3 separate regions of the Mus musculus genome follow, and regions 1 and 2 are each linked to region 3. A link is a contact called in public HiChIP or PLAC-seq and promoter capture Hi-C data. All regions are on one chromosome and are shown on one strand. Each heading gives the region's core, a stretch centred on a gene start, on an enhancer-like site or on the middle of the called end of the contact. The rest is flanking DNA. Distances are from core to core; before and after follow the strand shown.

What was found. HiChIP or PLAC-seq counts read pairs in DNA pulled down with a chosen protein or histone mark. Capture Hi-C pulls out chosen DNA fragments and counts their contacts.
Region 1: a promoter capture Hi-C map of adipose tissue shows a contact between it and region 3. The contact joins the promoter of Hoxa11os here to the promoter of Halr1 in region 3. A contact is called at or near these places in 1 of 115 datasets of contacts at active chromatin or transcription factors (embryonic stem cells) and 1 of 9 other capture datasets (adipose tissue).
Region 2: an H3K27ac HiChIP or PLAC-seq map of embryonic stem cells shows a contact between it and region 3, with 33 read pairs. The contact joins the enhancer-like site here to the promoter of Halr1 in region 3. A contact is called at or near these places in 2 of 39 promoter capture datasets (the 3T3-L1 cell line and embryonic stem cells), 20 of 484 Hi-C or Micro-C datasets (the HL-1 cell line, embryonic fibroblasts, embryonic stem cells and 5 more), 9 of 115 datasets of contacts at active chromatin or transcription factors (bone marrow-derived dendritic cells and embryonic stem cells) and 3 of 9 other capture datasets (adipose tissue, embryonic tail and pancreatic islet).

Annotation. Positions count from the first base shown.
Region 1 is chr6:52,243,979-52,246,678 of GRCm38.p6, forward strand. It overlaps Hoxa11os (homeobox A11, opposite strand), which reads left to right and starts at 1,265. Exons shown (of 5, transcript NR_015348.1): 1 at 1,265-1,838; 2 at 2,007-2,222; 3 at 2,337-2,553; 4 at 2,685-2,700. It overlaps Hoxa11 (homeobox A11), which reads right to left and starts at 1,832. Exons shown (of 2, transcript NM_010450.3): 1 at 1,033-1,832. The coding sequence starts at 1,741. LOC115490410 (a long non-coding RNA gene) reads left to right here. Exons shown (of 2, transcript XR_003956437.1): 2 at 1-535.
Region 2 is chr6:51,875,026-51,877,725 of GRCm38.p6, forward strand. The region is part of intron 10 of Skap2 (src family associated phosphoprotein 2); the gene reads right to left. Among named protein-coding and RNA genes, the nearest start is that of Skap2, 140 kb to the right of the region's middle. Within about 2 kb of position 1,321, at least 61 of the 459 cell types and tissues checked have an H3K27ac peak or open chromatin away from gene starts, as enhancers often do. A contact at or near this core is called in adipose tissue, embryonic stem cells, embryonic tail and 2 more, where this site is marked.
Region 3 is chr6:52,101,568-52,104,560 of GRCm38.p6, forward strand. Halr1 (Hoxa adjacent long noncoding RNA 1) reads left to right here and starts at 1,382. Exons shown (of 3, transcript NR_110440.1): 1 at 1,382-1,469.

The sequences.
Region 1 (2,700 bases), core at 15-2,514, 140 kb after region 3:
CCTGGGCCGCCTGTTCCCGAGGCAGTAAAGGCATGCATCCTGGCCCCAGGCTTTCCTGCTTGCCGCCATGATTTAGCCCTCCTTAACATCTGGGGCGGCTGAGGGGTCTTTGTCAGCCTGACTTCTGATCAGTTCTTGCCTCTTCCGCCAGCCTCCCAGCTCTCTCGAGGTGGGAGGTGGCAGAGGAAACCCCTACCCAGGCCTTCACTCAGTACACACCGTCAGCATACTGCCAGAGGGCCCTCAGCAGGGTAGGGATGCTAGTTTAGGAAGGGTAGAGGAAAGAGAGGCTACCTTAAGCCTCAGGCAGGATCCATTTGTTCACCCTCACCTTTAAGAAACACACACACACACACACACACACACACACACACACACACACACACACACACACAACTTTTGACTGATTTAAAAACAATTGTGAATAACAGAAGGCAGCATGTAATTGCAACCGGACCAGAGGAAAATGGCTTCCTTTGGACAAAAAGGCCAAATTTAAGTTAATTTGTTTCTTTTAATATATTGCTTGAGCTAAGTGGGCTACTTTATCTGTTAAATGCGCTCTTAGCGCCATCATTAAACAGCCGATGCCTTTGAATCCCAGCCGGGACTGGAGTCCCGCCGCAACACATGGCTTTTATAAAAATCTCCGGATTACCCCGCTATCAAAGGCTCCTGAAGCCCTTGTAGGGGGAATTTACAGGCGCCCACCTCCGGCTCCCCAGCCTGGAGCTGGTCTCTAGCGGGGATCGTGCTGTTGAGTTTGGGAGCTGAGAAGGGAAAAAAGGAAAAAGGGGAGTTGTATTTTTTTTTTTTTCTGCAGGCATGCTTTGGCCGGTGGGTATTTCACGGCCAATTTCAGCACTCGCCACGTGATCCCTCCTTTTATAACAAAGTTTTGTTGGGGGAAACCTAAAGGCCCTTCATAAACCTTATATGCTTATAAAACAGCATATAAAAATTTAACAGCGGTGCTGCGCTAGATTCCCAACTCCCCTTTCATAAAGCGCTGGGCGCTGCCTTTATACGCACCGGAGCCACCGGCCTTGTCCTCAGTGTGGCCGGAAGACGACTCGGGGCTGCTGCTGCTCTCGGGTCGCCGCCGTCGCTCCTTCTCCTCCGCCGCCGCCTCCTGACAGCCGCCGCCACCGCCGCCGTCCGAACTTGAAGTTGCCGGCGCGCCCGTGGCCGCCGCCGCCACCGCCGCAGCGGAGGTCGCAGCTGCTGCTTGGGGCCCCTTCTCGGCGTTCTTGTCCCCGGGGTAGTCGGAGGAAGCGAGGTTTTCCGGGGTGCCGTAAGCCGTCTCGAAAAACTGGTCGAAAGCCTGTGGCAGAACGCCGTTCCTGCCCACCGTGCTATAGAAATTGGACGAGACGGCGGGGGTGGGGTGGTGGTAGACGTTGGCCGAGCTCTTGGCCAGCACGTCGCCAGGCACGCCGGCCGCGCTGGGCGCCTGCAGACAGTCTCTGTGCACGAGCTCCTCCGCGGAGTAGCAGTGGGCCAGATTGCCGCGGGGGTGCCATTTAGTGGCGGGCTCAATGGCGTACTCTCTGAAGGTCACTTCGCGCACGGGTTGGACCTGGGGCAGGTTGGAGGAGTAGGAGTATGTCATTGGGCGCGAAGACGGGGTCTGGGGCAAAAAAGAAGGGAGGCTGGAGAAATCTGGACCCGAGACGTAGTAAGTACAACTTGGCAAATACATGTTAGAGGAGCAGGGACCACGCTCATCAAAATCCATCATTGGGCTACCTTGGGCTCTCCGCAGTAGCCGAGCTTAACATGATTCTCCACTGCAGCTGCCTCTTTGAAGCGGATCCGTGAAGTAGAAATTTGGAGACGTAAGCTGACGTGGAAATCTATCCCCATCCTTAGCAGGGAGGTGCTGGTCATGTGACCCGATGTTGAAATTGACAAGCCGCGAGCTAGTCCCGGCTTTTTTTTTTTTTTAACCCCCCTCCCTTTCCTTTTTTCCCCTCCCCTCCCTCCTCGGCTTCCTTTCTTTGTAGCCACCTCAGGGGAAGCAACAGATCGTCACTCGGTGTTCTCACCGAAAGCACGTAATCGCCGGTGTAACTCATGTTGGCTGGGGGGCCTCCCCGCGCGCAGAAAGGCTGGGGTGCGCCCCCGGGCAGCTCTCCTTTGCTCAGCTACATGGTCCTGGTCCACGAGTGCTCTGAGGGCGGCAAGAGAGCGCAACTCCTGACGCCTCCCCCCACTCCCCGGTGGGTGAGGGATACTCTCTGGGCTGGGGGTGGCCAGGTGAAAGCCCGGAATTGTATAGCTTCAGGTCCCGGAGTCTGTTATCCGAAGGCTTACGTTCAGCACCTTCTTCGCAGCCCCCCTCCCACAGGTTTGCTCTGGGAAGCCCCCCAGCCTCAGACCCTGGCTGGACCCCATTTGGGGCCAGGCTTCGCCGGCACGGATGTGCCGGCCTCGTGGCTTGTCCGATTTGCACGGTGACTTGATTACACGCTCTCATTCACGGTCACTTCCGAAGCGCTTTAGTGCCTTCCGTCCCCAAACCGCCAACAGGCAAAGCGGCTTCCCTCCGCGGTTTGTCAATAATCCGCGCTGTCCGGAAGGGCCTTCGTCTTACCCGGGTTCCACCTTCCCTGTATCTTTCTGCTTACTTCCTTACCCCACACCCTGTCCTTGAAGGAACCCCTTCTCCTCGCTGCCTGTAGGGGTTCGGAGTGACTC
Region 2 (2,700 bases), core at 71-2,570, 230 kb before region 3:
TCTCTCAAAGTTGTCTCTAAAATACTTTTGCAGCTGTGAAATTGCTAATGCAGACTTTTGTTCGTCAGGTCTAGGACATTAGGCTCCCACAGTGGCGTTATCAGTTCATCCTTCTCCTGGCATAAGCACAATGGATGTGAAGTGCTCAAACTGCCATACACACCATTAACTGATTGATTATTTAGTGCTCGTCGCTCCGTAATACCACAGTAACTGGATAATGTATGCTTTGTCACTCACACAATGTGGCTCCTAAAACACAGCACACAGTTAAATACGCTGGATGCTTTTGTTACACAAGAGAACTGTTTCCTGTTTTTAATTTCGTGATAATTGAGTTCTGATGAGTTAAGGAAAAAAGACTGCAAGTTATATCAATAAGACACAAAATGCCCGTGTATTCACTAGCCAGGCGGAACACAGATGTGCTGACAGCTTCCATCGCTGCAATGTCAGCTTTGAATCCACGGGATAACGTGGACATGGATGCTGGATCAGGCTTGTCATCTCACTTTTAAACAAGAGGCGTCTTGGCAACCTCAATACAAACGGCCACATTAGTACAGTCAGCATAGTGTTGATCTCCACAAAGTATTAATTTATTAGGAGATTTAAATTCTCCTTAATGTCTTTAACATTTTTTAAAAAGGAGAATCTGAATAACATGGAATCTAAGTATTTGTGGGATGCACCGTTTCACTTAAATTTGTGAGAAAATAAACAAGGACTAGAAAATACAACCTAACAGAATCCTCTGTTAATTTTTATTTTTTAGGATGGAAAGAGAGGGACAATAGGAGCGGCATGATAGGATTGGGGGAGGGGAGGAGGAGGAGGAAGAAGGAGGGAGGAAGGGAGAGAGGGAGGGGGGAGAGGGAGGGAGGGAGAGGGAGAGAGAGAGAGAGAGAGAGACCGACCCTGTATTGGCCTCTCCACTGTAGTAGCACTTGGGCTCAGAGCACTAAAACCAGCAGGGGCATGTGCAAGCCCCAGAATCCAACCAGGAGCTAATAGTGCTTGTGGCCACCCCTATCACATCCTCCCCCAGCCCCCAGGCATATATTAAATACATTCTGTAAACAGACACTAGAGGGCACTCCAGCTGGCCAGATACCTCCAAGCATTGACCATTTCTTTCTTTCTTTTTTTTTTTTTTTAAAAATCACTTAATAATAAAGTGACTGATTTCCTTTAAAAACCACTTATTTAGACAAATAGAGATTTAGAATTGAAACATTCCTGTCAGATTAAATCAACTGCTAATTGGGTCAAATGTTGCACCCCATGTGGTCTCTCAGTGTCAGCTTGAAAGTCAAGGAGTTAGAGCAGACAGGATGACATCATCTCACACGTGAGGCCTGCCACACAGTTCTAGCCAAGTCAAAGAAGGTCTAAATAGCTAGTTTCCCCAGTAGCCCTTCCCCCACCCCCCAACTTGTTCCCCACGCTGCTCAGGCCTTAGGCTTGGTCCGAAGACGTGGAAGAAACAAACTTTGGCTGAAAAACTGAGGTCAAAGTTTTTGGTGGAGCTGTGGGATCCCAGGTCCCAGCTGTCCGGGCCCTCCTCTGGTTCAGACCTTCTCACAGTACTTTTCAATTAACATGTTTTTTGTTTGTTTTTTGTTTTGTTTTTTGTTTTTTTTTTTTTTAAGTAGGGGGAGGAAAGAAAGGACAAAAAACCCCAAGTATCCAGTGATTTTAAATACACATTCTTACCACTTTGGTTTCTCTTTCCCTGGATACACTTGGAGAGACTCCCATTAACACTAATGGGAGTTACAGGAGCAGCAAGGGGAGAGACCCCCACGGTGTACAAGATGCATCTCTCCCTAGATGTGCATCAGGGGCATTCCATTAAACCTCACTGCTGCAAGGAAGTCAGGGAAGAGCCAGGGATTCAGCAGAGCCGGGGAAAGACACATTTTCAACTGTGCCTCCTGTAATCTTGATGATGATGGAGTCCAAAAAATGACGGACGGTCGGTCCCATGGACAGTGAGCACCGCTGAGGAGCACTCTGTGTGCCATCTGTGCGTCTATGACTGGCGTTCTAAGTGAAGAGCGGGCATCTACAGTGAGGGGAAGGCCAGCAGTGTGTGTGCTAGCTGCCTCCCCGGAAAGCATGCCAGACAAAAAGAATCAGGAGTGATCTTATTTGTGGAAAGCAGGAAGCTCCTATAGCTTATCTCTAAAATGGAGTGGCTCTAAACACACATAGACAAAACTCATGTACAAAAACAGCTTTGAAAGCACAGAAGGCTCACAAACACTAGCAGTCTTTGCCTGTGCTCGGGGAGATAACCCACAGGACATGACTTTGCTTTGCTTTGTGGCACAGGGATAGCAGATGCAGAGCCTCGAGTAGGCTAGTCAGAATGCCTTCCTGCTGAGAACCATCCCTGGCCCCAAGAAAGGCAGGCATTCTGTAGACTATGGAACACTCACAAGCACAGATAATGTGGTTTCGCTGTCTTTACTCGGCATGTTAACACCATTCTATCTATACCACAGTCAATATTTTGAAAATTACACACAAAATGTCACCTTGCTATGTGTGCTGTCCTGAGGGGCATGAATTACTTTTGAAAGAAGGTTTAAAAAGGAAAGTTAGCTAGCCTTTGAAAAATGTACACAATGAGCTTTTAAATTTTTATAAAAATACATATTTGGCAAAGCTAACAGGATTGTTACCAAAGTACAA
Region 3 (2,993 bases), core at 132-2,631:
AATGTCAGATGTCAGAAAGCCCACTGTTGACAGCCTAAATATACCAAGAAAGCTTCAAATGTGTTGATTTTCTGTGGGCTAGAACTACATTTTTACAGGTGGAGGATATATCATTAAAACATAAACGCATGTTGAAAGCAAGGCTCTAAAAAGACTTTCTGTCACAAACCATTCTTAGACACACCATAGCAAGGGAGAAATGGTAATACTGTTCAGCACTTATTTGATAGAAATTGTAATTCCTGTGGGAAGGAAAGAGACTTTGGATCTAAATACAATTTTTAATGTGGTTTCTACTTCACAGAATCTGATTTGAGATCCACTTAGCTTGGAGACCGCGCATGAACAGTGCACCTGCTCTGAAAGAGCTCTCAGCTACCATTTCACAAGGAATTGAGTTTTCTCCCTCCATCGCATAGCGCCGTGTCTCCCCACTCACTGCTCAGCCGCTCCCTTGAGTCTCATAAGGTGGTATCATCAGTTTGCCTCTAACAGTGTAAATGTTCACACAACACAAGGAAATACCTACAATGGCCTAGACTTACTCCAAATAAATAGCTCTTCCCCATTTCAGACCTCAATAAAGCCTATTCGCTAGTAATTAATAGCTATGTTCTATGAGCAGTTGTGAAACTCATTATGGAAGCAGGGAAACCCACTTAACTAATTCCAAGCAGGGTCTTTGAATTCATCTAGGCATTCTGTGCTTATGACACACAAGTGAAAGATTTATTACCATCACGGGGGCAAACCCTTCTTGCGTAAGTACCACCGACTTCATTATCTGAGCATTGGCGCTGGCCCAACGTGTATTGACTCACAGTGTTTTCCTTCATGGTGGGAATTCTGTGAACAGTCGCTTTAAATTGAAAAACCAGACGTGGGATTGTTGAGGGAAGGGTGCAAAGGAAGGGTGGTGGGCCATGCTGCCTCTGAACACAATGGACCAGCTCTGACCACGGAAAGGTCACAAATATTCCATCTGGAATGAGATTGAAATATTTTTAAGAAGAAAAAAATGATTTCTTTAGGAAGGAACTTCCCTGGGGCAAATATCAAAACTAATTATCAACATTTACATAGTAGTTGCTGTAATGTCTCCCACACCCATTGACAAGAGAGGACACTTGAAAATAAAAGAATGTTGCCTTCTAAAAATGCAGCGGGAAACCTCTGGACCTTAGTCTAATTTCTTCTAGTTAGACCGTGAAAAGTTTTGTGAAGCCCGGTGTTTTTTTGGAGCCTCCCTTCTCTGCCATTGAAAGAAACAAACCCAGCTGTGCAAACAGCAGACCCGTGTGGACAGATTGTGGGAAGATGCATGCCTGGCTCTTCCTGGGAGGACTTTTGTCTGCAGTGAGTGCGCATGCGCCTCTCAGCTGGGAGACCGTGGGCGGAGGTGATACAACCTGACTGATGATGGCTGACAAAAGAAGAAGAAAGTAGCTGAGAACCAGCAGCTGAAGAAAGTAAGCAATATTGTGTTCTCTCTCTCTCTCTCTCTCTCTCTCTCTCTCTCTCTCTCTCTCATTGTTATCTGTTGGTTTGTTGGGGTTCTGAGATAGACGCTCATGTGATTGAGGGTGGCCTTGAACTCCCCATCCTCCTGCCTCGTCCTCCCCAGTGATGGGATTGGATTATAGGCAGGTGCGAGTGTCTCTGGGTACCAGCGTAAGAATACATCGACATCTTTTCTTTCCTTTTATCTTTCCGCGTCTTGTTTTTCCCAGTTCTTCCCTTCACAGCTGATGTAAGTTTGCGCCAATGCCCTTCTTACTCATGTTGGTCACAGATTCGGAGAAAGGAAATTTCAAAACACCTGAAGTAGGTAGATGTCCAGGTACAAGGGCCGATGGACTCCACAGCTACCTGAGTTCAAAGAATGAGTTTGCTGTTGCTCTCATAAAGAACTGTCTTGTTTTGGTTTTATTTATTTTGTCTTATGTGTAGCGATGTTTTGCCTGCATCATGATATATGTGCATCATATATGGCCCCACACCCAAGGAAGTCAGACGAGGCCTTCCAATTCCCTGGAACTGGAGTTATGGATGTTATGACCCACCATGTGGGCGCTAGGAATCAAACTAATGTCCTGTACAAGAGCACACGTGCTTTTAACTCTGGACCGTCTCTCCAGATGCAAGGAACTGTTTTTACAAGAAATTTCTAGGAATCTGGGAACTAGAAGAGAGGAATATCTGGTTTCTCCTTATTAGAGTTGGTTCTACTTGGATAGCCTCAAGTAATGTGACCCCAAGCTAGTCAGAGGCTTCAAGGTTCAGTACAGACTTCAGGGCAGCCTGAACCCAAGCCTCAGCCAATGACGCCCGGGCTTGAGAGCTGGGGGATGGGGCGGGGAGGAGGACTGGCTTATTAAGTTAGTAAGCAGGTTTTGGGAGCAGAGATGTCAGGTGAGCTGCACTGTACATAGAGAAGAGTCAGTTCTGTGTGGTTCTAAGTGAAATCAATCACGGCTCAGTTCAGCATTCACGGTTCACCGCGAACCACTGCCAAGTGGTTTTCAGGGGACCCAACTTCACTGCAGAAAGGAGCTGTTATTTAAAGTGGGGGCATTAAGGCAGAAGGAGAAAAAGAAGGAAACCTCTCCTCAGGCTGCTGTTGTTCTCCTTAACCTGCCCTCAGGAGATCACCCAGTCCCTTCCCAGAGGCGGTTTGATGAAAAGGTAGGAGGAGAGTTTGCCTACCGGAAGCAGTATTACTGACTGCTCCTTCCTGGGGATTCCTAGGTCTTGGCTCTCCGGACATAACCCCTGTCTGTCTGTCCTTCCCCGGGGTTCCTCCTTGCCGCTATCTTTACTCTCTTCAGGGTCTTGCCCTACCCCTTGAGTAATGATTACACGCAAGCGCACACCGTTAACCCATCCGGTCTTCTAAAACCCACAAGCCATCTTGGCTATCGCCTTTAGGCTGGTGACTCTGTCTTCGCACCATCCACACTGTATGCACCCACAGCAACTCTAAAGCCATCCAT